Linked DNA regions of Mus musculus: all the other regions are linked to region 2. A link is a contact called in public HiChIP or PLAC-seq data. All regions are on one chromosome and are shown on one strand. Each heading gives the region's core, a stretch centred on a gene start, on an enhancer-like site or on the middle of the called end of the contact. The rest is flanking DNA. Distances are from core to core; before and after follow the strand shown. Region 1 has its middle 26 kb from the start of Gm31111. Region 2 overlaps Irf2 (interferon regulatory factor 2). Region 3 overlaps Casp3 (caspase 3).

Region 1 (4,383 bases), core at 207-2,706, 190 kb before region 2:
GAAGACCGGGCATTGCTAGTTCTCCCGTAAGGAAGAACCTCTCACAGTGACAAACTGTGAAGCTAACCCCTCCTTGAGGAATACTTCTCATGGAACTCAAAGGCACTATGCAAAATGTCAAAGGAAAAATCAATTAAAATTATTCGGCTATAAAGTATATGAACCATGACAATGATCAGGAGGGCAACATATCCTGAAGGGTGCAATGGTGGCACTTACGACATCTTGGAAGGAACTAACAGGATGGGAGGGAATCCATGTCTGGTCCTGAAAATCTAGCAAGATCCATGGCTGGTGAGGTCCCAGAGCCTAGAGGAGAGCCTGCTACTGCTACTTTCCTATCTCTGCATACTTTGTATCTGTTCTAAAGACAATCCATAGGGAAACTGTAGCTCTCACCACTCACCAATAAAGCTCTTTTGTGGCAGGGAGAGACTGTTACAGAAATCCTCAAATGATCCAAATGCAAAGAACAACTGCCCCTGGGTGCATAGCCTCAATGGTTTTTATCCAGGCCCATCCCTGGATGATAGGCTACAGCAATTAACAACTGCAAATAGCAGAATTAATCTTCTTTAGGCTCCAGTCTCCTGATAGGTTCTTCAGTCCCACATGGTAATCCCTCAATATAGATACATAGGAGCAGCATTAAATGGATTCAGCTGGATATAGATATAGATATGTGTATATATATATATACATACATACAGATATGAATCAGTAATTAAAGAAGAATAGGTCATGAATTTCAGAGGGAGTCTGGGAGACACAGGACTTGCAGGGATGAGAAGGAGGTGTATGTGACATCCCTACAATATGTACACATTTAATTCTCAAAAGATATATTAAATGAATGAATAAATAAATAAATAAATAAATAAAAGGTGATTTATCAACAAAAAGGCAAGGCTAAGCTTAAGAGCTATATGCGGGATTCAAACTCTAGAATCTCAGTGTCAGATGGTGTCTGGCCTGGCCTGGTCTTCCAGTGCCAGGAGGTTTGAAGAATTGAAAGGCTGTGAGCATCAGGCTGGTTAGAAAAGCCTCTGTGAAGCCTGATACCGGCTCAGGGCGAGCAGCTCCAACCTGTACGCCTAAGAACCTAAAATTTGGCAGCCTCTTGGGGAGTTGTCTGTGTAGTCAACTTTTTCACTGCTGTGACAAAATCCCTGACGAAGCAACTTAAGGGAAAAGAGGTTTATTCAGCTCATGGCTCAGTGGCTGCTGGCCGTCGCTGTGTGGGAAACAGAGCATGGGAAACAATTTGTTACATCGAAGCAGCCTAGGAAGCAGAGAGACCTGGGGCTGTAACCAGAAGCAGGTATTGCCTTCACCCCCATCCCCCATCCCCTAGTGACTCACATCCTTCAATATCGCCCTACTTCCTGAAGGTCCCACAGCCTCCCAAGCAGTTGTGCCAGCTCTGGGTCACGTGTTTGAGAGCCCGTGGGAGACACCTCACATTCAAACCGGGCGGGCAGTCTGTGTCTTATCAGATTAAATATGTGCGTGCCATTCAAATTAGACCTTTTACTTCTGATGTTTAGCCAAGAATATTGAAAGTCATATTAAAATAATTCTTATATTTTTTGGTTGTGAGTCTAGTCTATAATTGGCTAAGCCATCTCTCCAGCCCTAAAGTAATTCTAAGACTGGAAATATGCCAAGGAAGACAAACCTGATAGGACGTGAGCAGCACAGGAAATGACCTGGCAGTGGATCTTCTGGCTTTTCTTTCTTCCCTTCCTCCAACTTTCCTCCTTCTCTCCCTTTCTTCCTTCCTTCCTTCCTTCCTTCCTTCCTTCCTTCCTTCCTTCCTTCCTTCCTTCCTTCCTTCCTCCCTTATTTTGTGTGCATGCTAGCACGTGCACACACACACACACACACACACACACACACACACACACATGCACACCCACACATACGTGCTTATGGAGACCTGACCTTGACTGTTGTTCTCGGGTGCCACTCACCTTGTTTTTGAGGCAGAGGCAGGGTCTCTCACTGGCTTGGGGCTCACTTAGTTAGGCTTTGTGGGAGTGAACCCCAGGAACCTGCCTATCTTTGCTCCCTTGGATCTGGGATTATAAACTCTGGCCGCCATGCCTGGCTTCTCCATGAATTCTAAGGATTGAACTTGGGTCCTTATGCTTGCAAAACAAGCACATTACTAACTGACCTATTGTCTCACTGCCCCAACCCCAACTGTAGTTTTCTTTTTGCCTCTCCTGTTGGAGGAATGTTGGGGAAGCCAGCAACCTACTCCAATGGACAAAGACTACAGTGTGTCTTCGCTAACCCTCCATGAAAAGCCTTTGTCTAGTCAAGGACCCAGAAGGGGATGGTCTAGCAAGACAGGAACTTGTAGAAGATAGCTACTCAGGCAAACAGAATCAGGCAGCTACCCTACCCTGCTGTGTCAGCCAAAGCATTCCCTGGCTGAATGTTTGTTCATTCTCAACTGGACACCGTTTCTTCAAAACAAATTGAAAAGCCGCTATGTGTTCAGGAATGCTGGCTCTCCTTCCGGGACAATTGATGACTAATGACAGTTACAAAATATTCAGGTGTTTCTTCCTAGAAGAGATGACATATCAAAATAGTCTGTCTTCTGCAACTATGATATTCTTGGCTCCGTAATGCTAGCCTTTGTTCATTCTCACTCTTAGACTGTACCCTTGATTTTAATCTTAATTTAATTTAATATTTATTTATTCTTCTTCTTCTTTTGTTTGTTTGTTGACACAAGGTTTCTTTGTGTAGCTTTGGCTCTCCTGGAACTTGATCTGTAGACCAGGCTGGTTTGAACTCACCACCTCCCTCGGCCTCCAAATGCTGGGATGAAAGGGGTACACAACCACTGCCTGGCTTAATTTTATTTTTGAGAAAGGGTCTCATGTAGCCCAGGATGTCCTCAAACTCTCTCCTTATGTAGCTGAGCATGTCCTTGAACTTCTGACCTTCCTTCCTTTACCCCTTTAGTGCTGGGATTACAGACATATATATGCCACTGTATCCAGTTTATATGGTCATGAGCATCCGACCCTGGGCTTTGGCCAAGCCAGACTAGCAGGTCTAGCAACTGAGTTTCTTCACTAGCCCTAGACCCTTGTTTTTAAAAAGTAAAAGCATTCTTTTCTGACAGACCCAAATGCAGTAGGAAAAATACTTAGCAAAATATCAGAAGGGCTCGCACCCAGTTTATCTTCAGCACCGCTTAGATGGCCGCTCGGCTTTGCCAATGACTTGTTTCTATTTCCAATCATTTGATTCATGTCCCATCACAGAGGATCAGAGATGCATCCATCCCAAGAACAATGAATGGGATGTGAGTCACATGCTCCAGGATGTGCAAGGTGGGACACCAGTGCTTCACGAAGTGCCCTGGTTTTCCAGCTTAAGAAAACAAACAAACAAACAAAAAACCCCAGAAGACATAGATAGTTCATTCCTCTTGAAAGGTATTTATAGCTATTTGGACTTGATGTGTCTCAGTTATGCTGCCCTGGATATAAACCTATGCCATAGCAGTTGTATCTTTCCAGGTCAGAGAGAAGGAACTCGTATATGAATACTTGCCAGCTGATGTTGGAAAAGGCTTCATTTAAGCAGAGTCTGAAAGGCCTTGTCCTGGAGCTGAGATGGCTCAGAGGTCAAGAGCACTTGCTGTGCCTCTCATGAACCAAGTGTACTTCCCAGCACCTACAGTGAGCAGTTTGCAACTGCCTGTAACGCTGGCTCCAGGCGATCCAATGCCCTCCTTTGGCTTCCATGGACACACACACACACACATACACCACCCACATAAATCACATAACACACACTAAATAAGTAAATAAATGAAACTTTAGAAAAAAATGCCTTGTCCAGTAAGTATGAGTGGGATCTTCAGGACAGTGGGGACAGATGTGGCAGAGCCATTCACATCAACAATGTTTCTGATACTCATATTTTTCAAACTTGACAGGAATGACAAAATATAAAAATGTTGTTCAGAAAAAGAAGCTTGCAGTGTCGTTAAAAAGCAGCAAGGGTGGCTGTGGTGCCACACCTTCCCACTTCAGGAGGGAGTGGGAGGAACATACGTTCTAGGCCAGCTTGTGATGCCTTAGCAAGACTCTGTCTCAGGTAAACCCAGGAAACCAAAATGAAAGCAAACCAGCCAACTGATCAAACAAAACAGCAGCCCTGCTTCTAGCACCAAACCCACAGCTTATAACACTGGCAATCTCTCCATATAAATTATTACTCTGTAGAACGTTCAGTCTTCTGGATACTTTTGGAAGAATACACACAGCTAAAGGATATCAGGTTGGGTTGTGATGCAGAATGTGATGTTTTTATTCACAAGTATGATAGGCTCTTCTAGTTGATCTGCATAAA
Region 2 (4,596 bases), core at 1,212-3,711:
CACGGAAGAGTTCCTTTGTGCGGACTGTTCATCCAAACATCAACCACCTCCCTCTGCCTGTTCAGGGAACAGTGGTTTGCATTTGGAACCTGTTTCTGACTATTCGTCCTCTAGGGAATCACTGAAATACAATCCGTGGATCACTAGGAGTATCTCAAAGCCACGTTCAACTTTGCAGCTCTGTCTTCTGATGTCTGATTTAACCGTTGGGGTGACAAGGAGTTGAGACAGTGTCTTTGGGTGGAAGGAAGTATTTGCATCAGATAGTTTAAGATAATAGAAAAATTCTTTAACTGCTAAATTTTCATAGTGCAGAAGTATGTTTCAAAGCCCAGCCTTGAAGAAGCATAAGGCATAAGGCATAGTCACTTTGTTTGTTTGTTTACTTACTTGGTTTTGCTGTGCTGGAGATCAAAACCAAGGCTTTGATGTGCTAGAGAAAGGGCTCCACCACTGGTCTACCCAGCCCTCATTATATTTTGATGCGGCCGTATGCCTCATCTTTTTAGGATCTAACTAGATTGTTGGTGGCTTAGTAAAAGAAAGCCATCATGGTGATTCAGCAGCGAGGAGGTGGAAAACGGGTTTGAGTAGGGAGCATAAGAATTAATTGGTTGTATAATCAAGAGAAAATAGGCTGTGTGGGCAACCAGCCACCATCCTTCCGGGAACCGTATGAATGTCGTAATTGAGGCAAAGGTGTAGCGGCGTGGAGACTAAAAACACACTGATTTGAGTAACTGAGCGATCAGTTACATCTTCCATGTCAACATAACTGAGGAAATTATATGGAAAGAAATCAATGGTGATTGGATTTGGTGGAAATAGAGCCTTCCAGAAAATATATATCAGATATAACATAATACAATAATGTGTTCCATGAAATACATCCTCTCCTCTCAGGGATGTTCTTGAGGTAACTATGGCAATATGGATTCTAAGGCGGATGTTAAGAGTTGGCCTGAAGTGGCAGATTTCTGGAATTGTTGCTCTGGGAGAGCCCGTGAGGTCATCTGTTCCAAGTCCTGATCACTTTCCCCCCTTTTAGCTGCTTGTTGAAAAACGGGCCGGAAAGGTTAAATCAGTTATTTGTGTGTCTGCTACTACTGTGTAAATATTTCAGCTTATTCTGACCACTCTTGCAAAGTGACTTCCATCATCTTTATCCCATTGTATTGGAAGTCAGTTAGAAAAGTATCCGAACTAATAAAAGAGGGAAGTGACATAATGCACACTGACATTTTGGCAGTCGCATCGATCTGGAAGCCTCGGCTACAGCGAGCTCATTTGTCATGTAAAAAGTCATTCTGGAAATGGTGGACAAAAATCCAGAGAACGGAAAGGAGGGCTTGGAGCAGACTATTCAGTGATAGTTATTAAAAAGTGCCATTCATCTGAAATCGAGCCTGAGGAAACCCTGCACCTCTGAGGCCGAAGGCCCCTCAAGGCCACCTTCTCAAAAAGAATCGGCGTTAGAGACTGGTATCTTAGCACGCTTCACGCTGCTGTAACAAAACATGCGAGGCAATCTGTTTTAAAAGAGATAAAGACGGTGGCATGGCTCACAGTTTCAAGAGATTTCAGCTTGTAGCTACTTAGCCCCATTGCTTTGGGACTGTGGTGGAACAGAACAGCGTGGCTAGAACCATGTGGTGTGGAGCAAAGCTGGTCAGACCATGGTGGATGGGAAGGGGAAGAAAGACAGGAAGGAGCTGGGGGCCCCATGATCCCCTGCATAGGTGTGAGTGAGATGGTCTCACCTCTTACAAGTTTCCAACTCATCCCAATGTCACTGTCACCTAAGGACCAGATCTTCAACGCACCAGTCTTTGGGAGTCAGTTAAGATGCAAACCCTTATGCCCAGCTCCTGATGTGGCGAGAGGTTCCATAAGCACACCAGAGACCGTTGAACTTAATTTAGAAATGATTCTCTCCAGTCAGTGTCTGTGTCCACGGGGCAGACAGAGTATGCGTGTCTTTACTTAGCCGAAACTTTATTCCTCCAGTTGAATGCTGGTACTCACAGGACATTAAGGTTCTTATCCCCTTCCAGGTATATTCAAAGTCTTACCAAGGAGTTTAACCTAGCATCTAACTTCCAAAGCTTCCAACAATTATGGACTGGGCTCATGGGATCCTAGAACCCTGCCGACCACAGCTTCTTTCTTTCGATCCCCTGCCTTCCCAAGTGTGCCTGATGTCTCTGTGTATCCGCTTTTATTTGAAGGGGAAAGGCACAGGAGACTTTAGGATTTACAGAGAGGCATTAGGAGGAGAGTGTGTCTGGTCCTTGTGGAAGGAAGGGAAACTTAGGCTTCAGAGCACAAACAAAGCCAAGCCTGAAACTAGGAAGGAGCTCTTGAAGGTTTGCCAGCAGCGAGATAGTCTCTGTGCTGTTTGCGACTCTGGGATCCGAAGTTCAGTTTTGTTTTCTCCCCTCTGCTGACTCAGTCCGCCACTTGCCAAGGTTCTCAACATCTCTGTTCCCCATTTTTTTCTTCCTCTTGGGAGTGGCTGTCCTGTGTCCTCTGGAGGCTGAGCTAATGTGGCTTTTGTGTTTGGAGAGAAGTTTCCTTTTCTGGTCTTGGTTTACTTCTGCCTGGAAACATTTCTTGTGCCTATTGTCAATTTGTCTCTTTAGCTCAGATCACTGTCAGCCAAGACCTAGGAGATTTGTAACTCCCCCCCCCTACATGGGGATGTTTTGGGCTGGGCAGAACACTGTGAGGTGGAGGGGCAAAGATTTGAGTTTAGTCAGCCGGTGGCAATCTCCCAGGCCTGTCTGAAGTCTCTGGAGAACAGTGGCTGAGAGTAACGCAAACACACTCATTCCTGGAGGAGACTTTTGGATCTCGAATGCTTGTTGTCTGTTTCAGGAATGCACTGGGGTAAGGGAGGGTGGGGACAGTTTGTCTACTAGTTCTTTAATTTGCTATATGTGGAGAGCCTGGACTCTGGGCTATGCTCTGAATGATGGAAAGGGTTCTAGTTTGCCTAGAACCATTGACACCAGGGCAGAAGATTGTAGAAGGAGCTAGAGAACATATTGCCAGATGATAACAGCTGTTCTCTGGTTTAGGATCTTGGTAGGGGATGAACAAGACCTGGATAAAAGACTCCAGCAGAACTGAGCCATAGATCTTTACAAGTACTGTGTACTTTAGATGTTCTACTCTCTATGCATTAACTTTGGAGTGTTGTCAAACACTGAAAAAAAACTGTTCAGTATTCTTTTATTAACTTATAAAACTTAACATACAGATGATATGAAATTGCCAGTTACTCTATGTAACTCTGTTGAATCCAGCCCAATGTGAAAACTCAGAGCTAAATAGTAATTATACTACAGGTACTGTGTGTCAGCTCTGTGCAGGGCCTTCCCAAATGCCCAAACACCCTCTCCCTCATCATTTAATCCTCTCTGGAAGGTAGCAGGTAACTTTAGCTCACTCTGGTTAAGAACTGTTCTCTGTGTCACATAGCTGGCAGGTCCAATCGGGTTTATATTATCTATTGCTATGTAGCTGTACAGCCCTAAACATGATGGCTTACCACAGTACAAAACTCACAGCCTCTGGGTTGGGAATCCAGGGATGGCTTAGCTGGGTCCTTTGCAGCAGAGCCTTGCTAACCTGTCATTAGGCATTAACTAGTACTGCAACTCGTCTGAGACTCAGCTGTTGAGCCAGTGCCTCACGAAGCATTGGCCAGAACTGGATTCCTTGCAAGTGGGGAAGAACAGAGATTCCTAATTTCTTGCTAGCTTTTATCTGGAAGCAGCCCTTAGCTTAAATTTGCCATGTGGGCCTCCCTAACACTGCCAGCAGGCAAGAGAGTATCCATGAAAGACAGGTTGAATCTTACACGATGACATGAATTTGCTCATATAATAGTTACGTCGTTGATGTGTTCTGTTGGCTAAAAGCAAGTCACAGCTCCTATCCAAACTGAGGAGGACAGGTCCCAAAGACAGTAAAGGCTCAGCGAAGGGCTTGGGGCATCTACAACATGGTCACCTGCTTTAACTCCAGTGGAAGCTGGATCTCTATAAATCTAAGAGGAGGATGATACAGGAGAGATACAGGAAGGCTTCTTGGACTTCCTGTGACAAGAGAACATGGACTAGAAGAAAAGATGGTGTGCTTTTGTGGACAGAACTTCAGTGGGGAGGAGGTGCCTTGGGCACAGCACTCCACCCTGGGAAGCTGGGACTCTGGCAGCATAGCCTTGGAAAGTGAGCCTCCTCCTCAGCCCCAAAGCCCACTCCTCTTAGAGGATCAAGCAGAGAATTGAAATTCACTCCAGCTTGTTTCATGTGGAAGTGCTTGACCTTACAAAGTGGAGGGAGAGGGTACATGTAGTTTTGTATTTCTGAAGTGCTGGCATAGGTTTTAAAGACACTTCCTGCAGCCTCAAAATAGCTTGAGCAACAAGACTGTTTTTCTTTCTATACAGAAAGCGAAACTACCGACAGTGTGGCCAGTGATGAAGAGAACGCAGAGGTAAGCCAGTTTGTGTGTGTGTGTGTGTGTGTGTGTGTGTGTGTGTGTGTGTGAGAGAGACAGACAGACAGACAGACAGACAGACAGATAGAC
Region 3 (4,437 bases), core at 1,832-4,331, 210 kb before region 2:
CTGGCTTCACTTCCTCTTGTAAACTTGTAAACAGCAGGGTGCCCAGACTGTCAACTGCCCAGCTACCGTACAGTTCAGGCCTCCATCATCTTCCTGGAAGACTATCATGTACTACAGAGGACCAATCTTCCTGTCAAGTGAAAACCAGTCGTAAGACTTGTATCATTGTAAGACAGGAATCATTTATGTAGCTACATGTTATGGCTTGATTTCCAACAAAGTTGTAAGCTAACCGAGCCAATGGCGAGTTATGCAAAAGGAGAACCCAAAAATCCCTGAGAGCCCTCTGGGTAATACCCAACATGCCACTAAAAAAAATAGTATCTAGTCATTCGGGCCTGGATAGTTTTTCCTAATAGTCCCTTCTATAGCCAACATTCCCCACTGTGGCTGTGACTTTTTTTTTTATAAAGCCAGTGGCCTTCCTCACTTAAATTGGCCTCCTGACAAGGTTAGGAAAGATGACCGTTCCTGAAAGGCCCCTGCGTGTCTTGGCACACCACGTCCACCTGGTCTGCTTTGCTCTCTGGTTTTCTGCTGGCTTACTTCCTCTAATCGACTTGCAAACAGCAGGGTGCCCAGACCTTCAACTGTTCAGCTACAGTTCAGGCCTCCATCATCTCCTCCCTAGGCTATTCCCGAAGGCTTCTCACTGGACGGGTGATCTTGCCTTTCCTGAGACTCTCCCTGGCCCAGCACTAGCCAAACTGGTCTTTCTGTACTTTGAATAGAACAAATTGTTTCCAGGCCTTTGCTCTAGCTGATACCACCACCAACTGTGGAGGAGTGTGTGTGTGTGTGGGGGGGGGGGGGGAGAGGGTCTAAGTCATTCAGTTCTCTATAAATGTCACTTCAGAAATGACTCCCTGACCACCTAGCTAAAGTAGTCCACGCTTACAGTTTCTTTCTCCCTTTTTGTCTTCCTCATGGCTCCAACAGTGTCTAAAACCCTATTTTTCCTAACAGTCACCACTGTAACTGTGGCATCTTTTATAAAGCCATCGACCTTCTTCCCTCATTTAAATTGGCCTTCTGACAAGGTTGGGAACCATGAGCACTCCTTAAGGCTTCCTCGAGTCTTGGCACACCACATCCGTCCAGTTCTTTTTTCTTTCTAGACTTCAAGTTTCCTGAAGGTAGGAATTGGGTGCAAAGTCTGTGGCCTCTAAATATCTGCTTGCTGACTGAAAAACATGGGGCATCCCAATAGTGCCCACTTCCTGTGGTTTTCTAGAAAGCAGAGAGCCTTCATAGGGGTGCAAACCACTGACTGGTCTTGAAGGCCCATGAAGCCACTGTCCTCTTCTGTGGCCAGGCTCAAGTGTCATCACTTCCTCTTTCCTGGATTCTTTCTCTGTTCCCAACAGCACAGCAAACCAGGGGAAAGATGGTAGGAACTTAGCTTTGGGGCCTCAGCTGGTGGGGCTGTAGTATTTTTGACCTCAGCATAGGGCTGAGGTTAAAAGTTGTATTGTGATGGAAATATTTGACATAGCCAGGGATTCTAGAGTCTGGAGATTCACTGGAGATTTTTAGTCCTTGTCTTATGTCTTATTTCTGCTTGTCTTCTTTATTTGGGGAGATACACTATCACCCCCAAGTGTCTTTCCTTTTGGAGAACTCTAGAAGACAAGCAAGGAGCTGGCTTCCTCAATGTAGCAGATGAGGAGAGGTGCCTGTGTCTTAGGACAGGATCACGTAGCATCAGAAGTCTCGAGTGTCTGAGTAGGAGAACCTGGAGATCTGGAAGTCCCTTGGGCTGTCACCATTGTGGTATTGACTGTTGAGGCTAGTTTGTTGACCGTTTTGTTTTAGTTGTCTTGAGCTGGGAGCCAAGATCCAGTACTTAACTTGAGTTGTTGGGTGACCATGGAAAAAAGGTATTAACTGTTGTGATTGCCAGGGACACACAAATCAATCAAACAAACAAACAAACAAACAACTGATTGAGCTGCACACTCTGTTTTCTTGATGTAATGTATAGTTAAAGGAAGAACAAGAATGGGGACAGAGTGGTGCCTTTGCAAAGGACCATTCTCCATACATCTGACTTAGGGGAGCAATAGCATTCGCTATAAAACAAGAACTTCAGGAGAAATCAGCATGGCATTGCTAATACACAGCAGTGTCTCTATAAAAGATTTGCTATGAGTAACTTCTCTTTTTCTCTCTCTTCTAGCTAAGAAAAGTGACCATGGAGAACAACAAAACCTCAGTGGATTCAAAATCCATTAATAATTTTGAAGTGTGAGTATTTATTTATTTGTATTTGTTGTTGTTGTTTAAGGCATGTTCTCACCTACCCCCGGCTAACCCGGAGCTCTGCAGTCCAGGCTGGCTTCAAACTTGTGATGGTCTTCTGATTTCTGTTTTCTAGATGCTAGGAAAATAGGAACAAGTTACTACTGTGCCTGGTGAAATTGATATAAATGTAATTTTGTATAGTCAAAGATGGGTTTGCGCAAGACAGCTCACCCTGAAGAGAAGGGGAGCAGAGGGAATAAAGGTTTTTGAACCAGAGAGACCAGGCTACCTCTTGCCCCACAGCTGTGCAGCTTAATGTCAGCTCACATCTCTGAGTCTCATCTTGAGGCCAAGGAGGTTGGTTAGGTTGCTAACTGCCCTTATATTCCTGGCTTGGGATTCTATGTTCTTTGTTAAGGGATATCTTGTCTTGGTCTAGTGCTGGCTCATAAAGACGGCAGCAGAAAATGGTGAAAAATCAATCGGCTTTAGGCAATGGGAATTACAGTTCAGTTACAAGATTTTATCCCTTTCCCAAAATGACTAGAACTTAGGATGTTTTAGACTTTGGACTCTCAGGTTGGAACATATTCACATATATACAACAAAAATGCATTAGAGCTGGGGCTCAAGTGTATGTGCGCGCTCGTGAGAGTGTTTGTGTGTGTGTGTACAGGTGTGAATGTATTGCAGTGCACATGTGGAGGTTAGAGGCCAACTTTTCCTTGTTTCTGCTGCAGAGTGCCCTAGGCTCTTTTTCAAGCTCTGGCCTATTCTCCTGTCTCCACCTCCCATCTTGTAGCAGGAGTGCTGTGAATACAGAGATGTGAGTCACCACATAGGGCAGTGGTTCTCAGCATTCCTGATGCTGCAACCCTTTAACACAGTCCCTCAGGTTATGGCAAACACACCCCAACTGTAAAATTATTTTTATTGTTACTACATAGCTGTTACTTTGCTGGTGTTATGAGTTGTAGTGTAAATATCTGATGTACAGGTTATCTGCTGTTATGTGACCCTTATGAAAGGGTCATTTGACTTCCCAGGGGGATCACAACCTACAAGTTGAGAACCTCTCTGACTTTTTATATAGTTTCCAGGGATTGAACCCAGGGCTGTTTGGACTGCTTAGAAAATGCTATTACCTTCTGAGTTGTCTCCCCGGCCTATACATTGTAAATACTATGAATTCATTGCTGTTTCATATAAATTTTACCAAAGCTCATTTTATATAATATTTTTAGTGGGCCTGCATTTTGAAAGTGACCCGTTAACATGGGGCTTGGTGTGGAATTTTCCACTTGTGGCCTTATGCTGACTTGCCAATCTTGGAGCATTTCCAGTTGTAGATTTCTGGATTAGGAATGTACAGCCTGTGTGACCTAACAGCTCTTTTTTTTTTTTGGTCTGCCTTGACCTCTTCATCTACTGCTTTTTTTTGTTTTGTTTTTTTGTTTTTCGAGACAGGGTTTCTCTGTATAGTCCTGGCTGTCCTGGAACTCACTTTGTAGATCAGGCTGGCCTCGAACTCAGAAATCCGCCTGCCTCTGCCTCCCGAGTGCTGGGATTAAAGGCGTGCGCCATCACACCCAGCTATCTACTGCTTTTACTCTCTTCCATTATCTTTAGAGTTGTGTAAAAGGGAAGACAGTCTTAAGGCTGAGTGTGTGTCCTTCACAGTGTTGATGTCCGGCTGTTCCTAGAGTCCTAGATCATGGGCTAGGTTTGTGCTCAGCCTCTGTCACAGTTGTTGGACCGCTGCCACACCTTTATAAGTCTGTTGCCTTGGGCTAGTTTCACCCAGCCAGATTGAGGCTATACTAGAGGGTAGCCTGTGGGCCGGCCTATCTGGGCTTTTAAGAAAATGGTTACTGACCTCTGATCTACCTGACTAACCTTTTTATATAAGAGACTTTGACCTAAGTATTTCCAACCCTTTATGGTAATTCAACTGTGCATTAATAAGTTATTCATTGGTTCAGCTTATAAAGTTTAAGGACTGATTTAATGTCGGGGTCTTAGATAAGTGGACTGCCCAGAGCCAGCCTAGGCTACCTATAGCAAAACTCCACCTCAAAAAACAAAATCTTTAAACAAAACAAAACAAAACAAAACAAGATTATTATATTTTTGTCTCAAAGGAGAGATTATTTCACACAAGGTTAATATTTTTAAAAAGATGTAATTGGTAAA

What was found. HiChIP or PLAC-seq counts read pairs in DNA pulled down with a chosen protein or histone mark.
Region 1: a contact with region 2 is called in a FOXA1 HiChIP or PLAC-seq map of pancreatic cancer cells. The contact joins two enhancer-like sites. A contact is called at or near these places in 2 of 115 datasets of contacts at active chromatin or transcription factors (the 230-238 cell line and pancreatic cancer cells).
Region 3: an HNF4G HiChIP or PLAC-seq map of pancreatic cancer cells shows a contact between it and region 2. The contact joins two enhancer-like sites. A contact is called at or near these places in 1 of 484 Hi-C or Micro-C datasets (the G1E-ER4 cell line) and 3 of 115 datasets of contacts at active chromatin or transcription factors (memory CD8 T cells, microglia and pancreatic cancer cells).

What each region holds. Positions count from the first base shown.
Region 1 is chr8:46,650,670-46,655,052 of GRCm38.p6, forward strand. No RefSeq gene overlaps it. Among named protein-coding and RNA genes, the nearest start is that of Gm31111, 26 kb to the right of the region's middle. Within about 2 kb of position 1,457, at least 60 of the 459 cell types and tissues checked have an H3K27ac peak or open chromatin away from gene starts, as enhancers often do. A contact at or near this core is called in pancreatic cancer cells, where this site is marked.
Region 2 is chr8:46,840,365-46,844,960 of GRCm38.p6, forward strand. Irf2 (interferon regulatory factor 2) reads left to right here. Exons shown (of 9, transcript NM_008391.4): 8 at 4,457-4,503. Among named protein-coding and RNA genes, the nearest start is that of Gm39170, 12 kb to the left of the region's middle. Within about 2 kb of position 2,462, at least 155 of the 459 cell types and tissues checked have an H3K27ac peak or open chromatin away from gene starts, as enhancers often do. A contact at or near this core is called in pancreatic cancer cells, where this site is marked.
Region 3 is chr8:46,627,555-46,631,991 of GRCm38.p6, forward strand. It overlaps Casp3 (caspase 3), which reads left to right. Exons shown (of 7, transcript NM_001284409.1): 2 at 2,180-2,247. The coding sequence starts at 2,195. Among named protein-coding and RNA genes, the nearest start is that of Casp3, 12 kb to the left of the region's middle. Within about 2 kb of position 3,082, at least 37 of the 459 cell types and tissues checked have an H3K27ac peak or open chromatin away from gene starts, as enhancers often do. A contact at or near this core is called in pancreatic cancer cells, where this site is marked.